2 separate regions of the Rattus norvegicus genome follow, and region 1 is linked to region 2. The links are chromatin contacts, called in public Hi-C maps. All regions are on one chromosome and are shown on one strand. Each heading gives the region's core, a stretch centred on a gene start, on an enhancer-like site or on the middle of the called end of the contact. The rest is flanking DNA. Distances are from core to core; before and after follow the strand shown. Region 1 holds the start of Yme1l1 (YME1-like 1 ATPase). Region 2 holds the start of Pdss1 (decaprenyl diphosphate synthase subunit 1).

The links. Hi-C and Micro-C count contacts between places; a contact is called where the count stands out from the background.
Region 1: a Hi-C map of liver shows a contact between it and region 2, with 4 times the contacts expected there. The contact joins the promoter of Yme1l1 here to the promoter of Pdss1 in region 2. A contact is called at or near these places in 2 of 12 Hi-C or Micro-C datasets (liver and mammary epithelial cells).

The regions. Positions count from the first base shown.
Region 1 is chr17:90,192,421-90,197,963 of GRCr8, reverse strand. Yme1l1 (YME1-like 1 ATPase) reads right to left here and starts at 1,877. Exons shown (of 19, transcript NM_053682.2): 1 at 1,679-1,877. The coding sequence starts at 1,711. Mastl (microtubule associated serine/threonine kinase-like) reads left to right here and starts at 2,540. Exons shown (of 12, transcript NM_001107369.1): 1 at 2,540-2,781. The coding sequence starts at 2,599.
Region 2 is chr17:89,966,366-89,972,216 of GRCr8, reverse strand. Pdss1 (decaprenyl diphosphate synthase subunit 1) reads right to left here and starts at 3,723. Exons shown (of 11, transcript NM_001400847.1): 1 at 3,580-3,723. The coding sequence starts at 3,711.

The DNA of each region.
Region 1 (5,543 bases), core at 628-3,127, 230 kb before region 2:
TGTTATACTTCTTGCTGTGATCTGAGGCATTGTCCCTTTAAAATTCATGCTTAATTCAGTTTCCATTAGAACAGCAGTAAGAGGTGGGAGGTGACTAGCTAGGAAGGATAGCACAGCACTACAAACCAACTGCCTGTGCTACATGGGGTTGTATAAAACCTACAACAAGCAAGTAGTTAAGCCATGGAAGTCCTGCCCTTATGCCACCAGTGTGGGTTTTCCCCTTGCTCTTTTGCTTTTCTACCACGTTATGCTGTCTATCCCATGATGGTATATATTCTTCATGCTTTCTTGATAATTAATATTATGTCAACAGTCTCTGTCAGACTGTTAATTACTAAACGTTCCCCAGACAGCCATCTTAGGAAACAGCATCTTCCTGCATCAGGCTGACCAATAAAGAAATACCACTTTCCACCATCACCTACACTAACACCCAAGTGAAATCCTATTACTTCTTTTCTACTTTAATTTCTCTTTCTGAGGCAGGTTGGCTGCCAATTCCTAATCCTAATCCGCTTGTCCCTCCCACCTTGTCTGAAATTAGAGGTGACTAGACATAGCAATTTCTTTTCCACAATTATTGAATACCTTTCCTGTGTCAGGACAACAACATTCTTAATCTAGAACACATATGCTTCTGCCCTCTCATTTTCTCCACACAAGAAGCCAAAGCAAGCCTTCAAACGAAAACCTGGTCAGGGAAATCAAATGAATCAAACTCCCTACCTGGCTCCAGGCTTCTCTTCAACCTCATCTCTGACACTGCTCCTTTTAATCACTCTGCTCTTGCCACACTGGCCTGACTTTTGTTCCTCACAAGATTTTTTATTTATATTTTTCTGACTGCCTGAAATTCCTGTTTATTGTTCATCTTTACTTCCAGTGACCAGGAAAAATCCACATATGCTGCCTAAGAAGTAGCTAAGCAATCAGGACAAGAAGTTGACAGTCCATCTGGCGTGATGGTGGTAGGAGCCATGATCCCAACACTTCAGAGGCTTGCCAGAACAGAGTGAGAACTAGGACAGCAAAGACAGTGAGACCTTGCCTCAAAAAAATAAAATTAAACATTGTTATCACTCCCCCCCAAAAAAATTTAATGAACCAAAGAAAAAAGTAGGGTTGGGGATTTAGCTCAGTGGTAGAACGCTTGCCAAGCAAGCACAAGGCCCTGGGTTCGGGCCCCAGCTCCGAAAAAAAAGAAAAAAAAAGATTTTAAAAAGAAAAAGTAATACAATTTGGGTCCTAATAAAAATATAAAATTTAAATCAATTTTTAAAATTTAATAGCAAGAATCTAATGATTAAAAAAATGTGCACAAGTTAATTCTGGCCAGAAAGAAAGAAACTGTGATGCTATTCAAATTATCTGAGTATGTTTAAACTAAATTCGGCTTGAAAGGAAAAATGGGGTGTATGAAAAGAACACTGTTTTCTCAAATCCCCATCTCCAACACTAAACAATGCCTGGATCCTCAACAGAAATTATGTGCAAACCATCGGATACGTGTCAGGTCATACTCTCAGCATTGTCCCCCGATCTACTTTTCAGCCCGCGACTCACACTGGGTTCGTCGCTTCCTTCCCTAATTTGCTTCAGAAACACCAAATCTATTACAGCATCCGGAAAACAGTCGCAAAAGGGCCGCAGGAAAACGGCTGAATGCTGGGCTCACCTGAGGCTGCACAGTGCTCGACAGGGAGAACATCTCTGGGCCCTCGGGACCTTTCCCGCCAGCTGAAACTGCTTCCTAAATCAGCTCAAAGGAAAGGGGCTAAGCCCTTTTATTTTCTCTTTATTTTCCTTCGCTCTTCTCCCAGTTTCTTCCTTACTCCTCCCAAAAACAAAAAAATGGCTTCCCTTCCCGACAGCTGCTACGACGACATCTGCCCCGGAAAACCAGAGGCTACCGAAACAGTACTTCCGGAGCAAATGAATACCTCCACGTTCACTCCGCCCCCGACCCGTCAGCGCTCCGCCTCTTCCGGGTACTATTTCACTTTAGGGTTGTTTTATGAGGTATTTATTTTTAACACCCCCAACAATAAACTGGATGGTCTTCTAGTCGCTACTAATCTGTTTCTGAATTTAATACGGGGTAAACCGCGCTTCCGGCTCACCCAGGTTCTCCACATTCTGTGACTCCGCTAGCTTCCACACCTCATCCCTAGCCATTGCTTTAACAGTCGACCTGGCTTCTGGCTCACGCGGAAGAAGAGAGAACTGCAGATCTTGGCTGGGACTTGGACCCCACCAGACTCGAGCTACATTAAAGTCTTAGTAGACCCCTTGCTCGTTGGCTAGCGAATGCACTGCCCCGTCACAAAAACAGCCTATGTATCCGCGGCTGAGGCCCAACCTACGCTCCGCAGGCCCCGCCCAGAGCTCCGCAGACCCCACCCAGTAGCGTCGCCCGCTCCTCCCTGCACTAGCAGCCCCCGCCCAGCAGTGCCGCCAGCCCCACCCATCTATGCAGGCTTACAGTGAGCCAGCAGAGCGCAGGCGCATGGTGACGTCACGGGAGGCATCCGGCGTAGGCGAAAGCATTTGAATCTACTTGGCGGGAGTTAGTACTGTAGTGCGAACTGTTCAGCTATGGAGTCCGCCTCGGGAAGTGAGGAGAATGAAGAAGGTGCGGCGACAGAGAAATGCGTGAATAGGATCCCAGTACCAAGACCACCCTCCATTGAAGAATTCACTATAGTGAAGCCCATTAGCCGTGGCGCATTCGGGAAAGTGTACCTGGGACAGAAAGGCAGCAAGTTGTACGCGGTGAAGGTAGGCAGTCTAAAAGCGCAAAGGTCTTAAATGGTCCTTTCTCACGAACCTCCTTTTTGTGTTGTTGAACAAGCTCTGGGGCTCCTGGAGCCCTAGCCTGCAATGCCCGTCTTACAGAAGTTTGCACAGTCCTGCTTGTTGACTGTTGGCGTTTGGGCAGACTGCAGTGAGCTGGTGTCTGCCCTTTCCTTTGCCCTGCCCTTCTCTTTATCCTGAGAATCATTACACAGTGAAAATAGCAAAACATACCCAACTGTGTCCAGGCCAGTGTAAACAAATGCGAAAACCTAGGCTGAAAGCAGAGACTTGAAGCCACGGCCACGATTTCATGACTCATGTTTCAAAATCCAAAAGGCCGTTAAATACGTATTGGTTATGTTTTCCTTTGACATACAGAATACCGAAATTTTGTTATCACAAACAAGAAGTGGTTTGTAGACACTGATTTCAAATCGCACTCTAAGAAGTTGCATTATAGTCACATTTTCTGTGATGACATTTATATTGTGAAATTTTATAATTACATTAATTTTATGTGTCACCTGGATTTTGGGTTTGTTTTGCTTTTCTACTAACTTGAGCTTCACCTGGATTAACTTTGGCACTTTGATTAAGTTTGTAATGGTCACTTTCTAATTATGTTTTAATTCATCTCTTTGACGATAGATTACTAAACAAGAGCAAGTGCTGTAAAACCAAAAGATCTCATTAAACTTCATTTTTGCTTTTCAACTTTTCCATAGTGATATGTAAGCTATAAGTTCATTTATAGAGCAAGTTGAAAGAAATGTGTCCTAAATCAACCCTTTCTTATCTATATGTGATCGTAAGAACAGTCAGTAGGCACTTAAAAGTGTTCTATCCACCACCCTTGCTTCTCATCACTCCCGACATTTCTGATTATTCACATTTGACAAGATTCGTGGTACACAGTGCTAGCACCCAGGGTAAGCAGCCCCTTCACCTGACTGCCTAAATGCTAAGCCTCCTGGTTTGCTTCTTTCCCTTTAGTAGTACCAACATCACCTCTGCCTTCAGGCTAGAAACTTGAGGCACTCTCATATTTCATCTATGCACCACGTATCCTTTAAGGGTTCCTGTTCTCCCTCTGGAAAACCTTCTTTTGTTTGTTTTTTGGGTTTGGTTTTTTTTTTTTTCTTTGCTTTTCTCATTCACAAGTGAATAACTAAGTTCAGGCTCTCATTTTCCCCCACTTATTTGTTTGTAAAAGCGAAGTTCTGTGATGATTTTAGTAACTTAAATAGTTGTGTAACAAGCATTGAAAACCAGTTTTAAGGAATAGTTCCATAGACCAAAAAAATGACCTTTCTGCCTATTCGCAGTACCTTTTCCCTTAATATGTCAGCAAGTAACTACTAACCCTCCTCTCTCTCCTCTGTCTCTCTCTTTCACAGTCCCAAATGGCCTCAGACATGTGATGTAGCTGACATGACTGGCCTTAAACTACTGATACGTCTGGTTCCATCTCCTAAGTGCAGAGATTACAGGCATGCACCAACATGTACATGCACCAACTCACTTTCTATTTCTGCAAGGTTGCCTTTTCTGGATATTTCACATAAATGGAAGGATACAGTGTATGGTCTTTGGTGTGTGTTTTTGTTACGTTTTGTTTTTCTTCATTTGCCTTGTGGTTTAAGGTTCATCAGGCCTTAATTTCTATACTTAGTTGGTTGGAGTTCCCTAACTAGAATCATTAACTTTACTTTTAGTCCATTCTTTAGGCTGCGGTATGTAGGCCAAAATCCAGAGTCCTTAAAAAGGTGGTCATATTCCCCATTTTTGGCCCCCAATCTCTACTTTATCTTCCACATAGCCTATGTCAAAGCAACATCAGGCCATGACTTATTTCATACCTTGGGACTTAAGTTTATTCTGGTTCCTTCTTCACTGCTTTTGTTCCACCTTTCTCTGCTTTTCACCCATTGTTTTGAGGATTACCTATTTCCTCTGAAACCTTCTCTGATCTTCCAAACTCAACTCATTGAAATTGTTACTTTATATGTTGCCAGTATACTTGTTTTTCCTTCTCTAACACCTCAAGCCTTCCTGAATTGTTGTTATGAAAACACCAATTCATCTCTCCTATGAGTATTTTGGGTACCTTGGCACAGTACCACCTCATAAGCCTCATAGAGCTTCTGCCAGTGAGATGACAGGCAGAATCATCTTGTTGGCTTGATTTGTTAATCTCTCTTTAGTGCTAGGAAAGAGAGACCTAGGGCCTTACCCCTGTCAGTTGTCTACCACTGGTCTATAAACCTAGCCTTTCTCTTGGTTTTCTTAAGGAAAGGAGGTAAAGCTAAAATGTGTCATGTATTAATCATTTTATTAAATACTTTAATGAGTGCCTTTTTCTTACAGTAGTAATAAGCATTGATTCCGGTATTTTTTTAATTGATTCTTTGTGAGTTTCACATGCACGCCAATCCCATATTCCTCCCTCCATCCCTTTATGCCCACCCCTCCATCATTGCAACCACCCCGCCAAAAGAAAACAAACAAACAAACAAAGTCTCATTGTGGAATCTGTAGTGTGACCCACAGTATACCTTTTTGTCCATACTTCTTTACTTGCAGATGTTTATTTCGAGGCCTCTGGCTTCTGATACATTACCAATACTGGATCCTTATCAGGATCCCTCTTGGATATCCTGTTGTTGCCCTGTGTCTGGAAATCCTGCAGCTTTGAATCTATAAGACCAGCCTCTTCACTACAGCAGTTCATAGATGGGGTAGAT
Region 2 (5,851 bases), core at 2,474-4,973:
ACCACTGAGCCATCTCTCCAGCCCCTAGTGTTATGTTTTAAAACCTTTTTTTTCACAGAGCTTCACAACTACAGTTTTGTTTGTTCCAAGACAGGATCTCACTATGTATTCCCAGCTGCTCTCAAACTCATAGATTTGCTGCCTCTGCCTCCTGAGTGCTGAGATTAAAGGCATGCACCATCATATCCACATCTAGCCGGAACTACTTTCTTAAAATTACATTTATTCATTTATTTATTTTGTGTGCATATATCTTTGCTTATGGGCACATGCTATGGCACATGTGTGGAGGTCAGAAGACAACTTAAAGGTTTTCTTCTTCCACCATGTGGATCATGAGACTCAAATTCAGGTCATCAGGCTTGACAACTGGGTGCCTTTACCCAGAGTCACCTAACCAGCCCACTTTCCCCCTTGTGTTCTTTTAATATCTAATGTTGACTTTGCCAAGCAGTGGCCAAGAAGACTGGGTCTGTGCTCTCCACTATTGCATTATCTATTCATTAAATATTTAAGAACATTTATGAGCTACAGAAAATTATGTTCCTACAGCACAGCAACAGTTCTTTCTCTCTTTTGATTTTATCATTATGGGACAGCCCACTTTCCCCTCTTTTGGGATGGACGTCTTGATATGTAGCACAAGCTGGCTTTGATCTCACAGTCTGTCTGACTCATTCTTCATACTAGCTAGAATTATAGGCCACTCTTTAGACAGTCTACTTACTTCTTTTGGTATCCTTAAGTAGTTAATTTATACAAATGTAATGCTTTATTATGAGACATATAAATAAGGACCATGACTCCCATCAATGCTTCAAGACAGAATCTTACTACACAGCTCAAGTTGACACTGAACTGATCCTTATGCCTGGTCTCTCAAGTGTTGTGTTAGCATTAGTGTACCATTCTGCCACAACAAGTGACAGCTTTTTTTTTTTTTAAAGATTTATTTATTTTATGTATGTGAGTGCACTGTCTCTGTCTTCAGACACATCAGAAGAGGGCATTAGATCCTATTAGAGATGGTTGTGAGCCACCATGTGGTTGCTGGGAATTGAACTCAGGAATCAACTCTTTTTTTTTTTTTTTTCGGAGCTGGGGATCGAACCCAGGGCTTTGCGCTCGATAGGCAAGCGCTCTACCGCTGAGCTAAATCCCCAACCCCAGAGCAATCAACTCTTAATCAATGCTCTTAACTGCTGAGCCATCTCTCCAGTTCTAGCAAGTGACAACCTGATAGAAGAGTTACATCTATTCAATCTAAGACCTAATGGTGAAATATTAAAACTGCATGATTAATATGGAATACCCTTTGCTACTAGGTAGTGTAAATACTGTTAATTGCAATCTTTAGAGGACAGATCTCGGAAAAAATATCAAAAATTTCCATCTGGGTCACTTTTTGACATCTTTCCATACCTACTCTTAGAAACACACACACACACACACACACACACACACACACACACACACACATATATATATATATATATGTATACACACACACACACACACACACACACACACACACACACACCCCTCCAATGAGTATCCTATCACTGAACTATAACTCCTAGCTCCAAAGAAACACTGAAGACAGTACCTATTCACTTACATCCTGAGCTCCACAGCAAAGATTTAGGACAATATTTATTCAAATCAAGCTGTATTCTACTTAGAGCTACCTGGGGCCAGTGTTTTCGAAGGTAAAAAAACCATGTTTTAGAATGAAGATGTACAACCAGTTCTGGGACTCACTGACATGGCAGTGAAAATAATTTCTTCACTTCTGATTCTATTCCTTCTCTATATCATTTATTCTCTTTGAAAGTCAACTCTGCCCCTTAGGATTTTTTTTTTTAAGGTTTTCATATAGCCCAGCTGGGCATTCAACTCACTCTGTAGACAAAGATTACCTGATCCTCCTACATTTCTACCAAATGCTGGTATTACAGACCTAGTTGAGAATCGACTTTTTAAAGAGAAAGTGCTCAATATGAATTAAAGACAAAGTTGGGTGTGGTCACTTAGGTCTAATGCACTGCCCTAGGCATAGGGATGGGGCTAGAAACTGAGGAAAAACTACTATGATGTATCTGGGGCCATGCTTAGCTCGACAGTAAGTTCCAGGCTACTCTGGGCTACAGCATAATACAATGTTAGAGAGACAAATTCAGCTTAATTATTGTCTCTAAGGCTTGTAGTCTTTAAGACCTGAAGTAATGAAAGCACTTGCACCTGAAGAAGACACCTGTGTTCTGATATTCTTAGAGTAGAAAGTATTAGCACATGGGTGAGAAAACATGATGCTTGACCCTCAATTAGTCTCCCTTTTTGCTCAAGGAAACAGATGTGGATGCCAGTGACAAAGATTCTTTCCAGAAAAGCACTCTTCTTATGGCTGAGGCGTCTTTTCTTTTTTCCCCTTTTTAGAAACAGCCAAGGCAAAAAGTATTCAGTGGCATCTTGTGGTAGATTCATCTCTCTCCAAAACATGTCTGCATCTATGGAGATAAAACCTCAAGCCCTCTAAAGTCTAGCTTAGGTATTGACATGGATCCCTGCAAAGCCTATCTTCCTCTAAGATACATGCATGCCCTCTTTCTCTTTTTCATTATTCTTTCTACATTACATCAGCTTGCATTTTCTTTCCAAACTCTTTTTTGGATAATTTGTTATATGCATCCACTTTGGTATAAACTAGATATGTATAAACGCTACACATTTCGTACTAGTATAGTGTTTGACATATGAAGTGTACACCAAATCTTACTAAAGTTTAAGAGGTGGGTGTTTTTGTTTGTTTTTGTTTTTTTAAGATGAAAGGTGAACTGTCATACAATTACTGGGTGGCTGGAAAGGTCTCCAAAACCCAAAGTGAAAAACCACGAACTTCAAAAATCAGTAAGGACCAAGGTATGGATTGACCCAACTCACACTGAGCGGGGAGTCATTTACAGGGCTAATTGACCGAGAGAAAATGAAATTGAAATCGAACAAAGTAGGAGAGTTTCAAGGAATCACGCTTACTACTCAGATAATAATTTTACTTCAAAGAAGTCATAGGTCTCTCGTGACACCCTTGGGCTCTTCTCCTTCTAGTGTCCTTCCAGCGCCTTTCAGGTGTGCGTTCTCTCTCGTAAGCACCTGCAGCACTCTAGTCGAGTCCACCCTGGCTAGTAGCATCGCTTTGCGTCGCCACAACACCCTTTCCAAATTTTGAGGCTAACGGGATCCGAAATCCGAAATTGCTAGAAAAGCGAGAGTAGAGATCCCTTTGGCTCTGGTTGTATCCGTGGAAAGAACTACGTCTTCCCGACACACCCCAGTAGCCCCGGCATCTCTCTTAACAGGGCTGCGCTCCGACGCTTCCCCTACCTCAGCCCCTATGTCCCCTCGGTGCCCGATCAGCAGCTCCGCACTTCGGGCCCCGCTACTAGTCCCATTCCCCTAGCGTCCCACCCAAGGGGGCTGTAGGCCCCGGAGCACGTGCGCGTCTTCCCATTCATTCGGTCTCCGGCTGTCATTGGCACAGTGACCTCTACGCCGCGGAGAGCGCGCGCGTCCCGGCCTCACCTGCGCGCGGGTGTCCGAGGCGGCGCGTGTCCCGAGCGGTCCTGCACAGCCAGGGCGTGCCGGCCGCGGGCTCCCGACCAGCGCCGGCCTCCAGGAGCAGCGGCGCCGCCAGCATGACCAGCGCAGAGCCATGGTACGAGTCTGAAAGTCGCGGCCGGCGGTGGCTCCGCCTCTGCCCCAGGCCCAGACCCGGAGCCGGAAGCTGGGCACCGGAAGCGCGAGGCCGCACCCTGTCCTACCAGGTCCTCCGAGCGGTCGCGGGTCGTCTCTGACTCTCCTCGGAGCCACTGGCTCCGGCCAGTAGCGGCGTCCGCTTTTAGCCAGAAATGTGCGTCCGAACTGTTGTCCTACGCGGGACAAAGCGTGCAGAAATCTGGTTCCGGTGCCTGCTAACCCCGAGGCCATGGTTTCCGCAATACTAAGTTCGGAGAAGCGCCAACTTTCTCTAATTAGTCTATGCTAACGGTTATTGTGAAACAGAAGTTAAGTTAACCTCGTTTCTCAGCTTTTGGACCCTGTCCCGAAAGCCTTAGAGATGTATACATGCATAGTTTGACTGTTTTGTCCATATCTGGATATGGGAGACCAACTCTTGGATGTAATGATCAACTCTTGGATGTAAATTTCTTGGATAAAATTTTTAAAAAAAATATTATTTTTCTTTAGATGATCTCGCCGTGTGGACCAGATTGGCTGTGTGTAGATCAGGTTGGGTTCAAATTCACCATCCTTATGCCACAGCCTGTTGCTGCTGAGATTACCGACCTGCGTCCCCATTTCCAACAATATTTGCTAATGCATACAATGCAGTTCAGGATACACTCTGGCAAGAAAATGTTTTCGTTGTCCATGTTTTATTTGTTCGTTGTGCCTGACGAATGTTGGATTTATTCCGATGTTGAAAAAGCATTTTTATAACAGTTTCATAAGGTGATTATACATGCTCATAATCATTCTGCCATAATCTTAGGTGGAAGCAATGAGAGACAATGCTAGCACCGGGGAGACTGAAGAAACTTACTGTGTTCCCGTGTTGACTTTTTTCCCCTATTTATGTATTCAGTCATTCACTTTACATCACCCCCCCTCTCCTCCCAGTCCACCTTCCCTCGAAGAAATAAACTAGCTGTAATTTTCTGAATCATATTTTCATCTTGTTTTGCAACACACTTAAAGAAGGTTAACCCTAAGGTTTAGCACATTATTTTCATATTAGGTTTCTATGTTACAAATGAAGGTTATACATGTACATGTATGAAACTGTCAAAGAAAAAAAAAACGTTTCCTGAGGTTTTGACTGAGTGGAAGGGTGTTTTCCTAATATGCACAACAACCTGGGTTCCATCCCAACACCACAAATTAATGAATGAATGAGTGAATGAGATAATCCAATAGGTAGGTTTTGCCTGGTTTAGTGTAGCAGTAAATAGTTTCATGTTCTTTTGACAATGCTACAACCTGTGGCATATTGCTGTTAACTATCTTCCTTTGCAGGTAGGGAAACAGGAGAAGGACAGCAATCTAGAATTCTGCTGGGCATTTTTAATATAAAAATTATCCAGATTTAACAAAAGCCCTGGCTCTTAAAAAGAAGTTGTAATAGGTTGTGGTATGAGCAAAGGAGCACTTTCCTAGTGTGGTCAAGGCCCAGGGTTAGATCCTCAGCCCCAACACAAACACAAAATCCCCAAGCTGCAGTATCTGAGATGCAAGATTAACTGGAAAATATAGATGAAGTCATTTAAGACTTCCAACACTATTGTGTAGCTAAACTCTGACTCCTAATAATCTATCAAGAAAACCCACATAATTCATAGATGATTCTTTTGACCCAACTAGGCTAGCCAGGAGAGGGCGTCTGATGCTGGAGTAGGTCTTTGGGAGCAGTTAGATATGGGTGCTATGAATTGAATTGGGGTATACAACATATGAACCTAATATAAAATAAGAAAATATGTTCAGCTTTAGGCCCAACATTTTTTAATGCAAGTGTGGTGCAGAACAACAAGAAACATAGATTTGCAAACTTGCAGTTGGTGTATTTATGCCTTCCTAAGAGTCAATATTTAGAGGACACAGTTTCTTCAGTCTCCCTTGCATTGTCTGTAATGCATTCCTTATATTTGGGGTCTTGTGCACAATCTAGAAGATACGTTTTGTAAAACACAGTATGATGTGGCAGGAGGGGGTGCCTTAGCAGGCCCATGCTCAGGCAACACCCCCACCCCCACCCTGGTACCAGCTATACAATGGGTCTAGTATAAAATGAAGT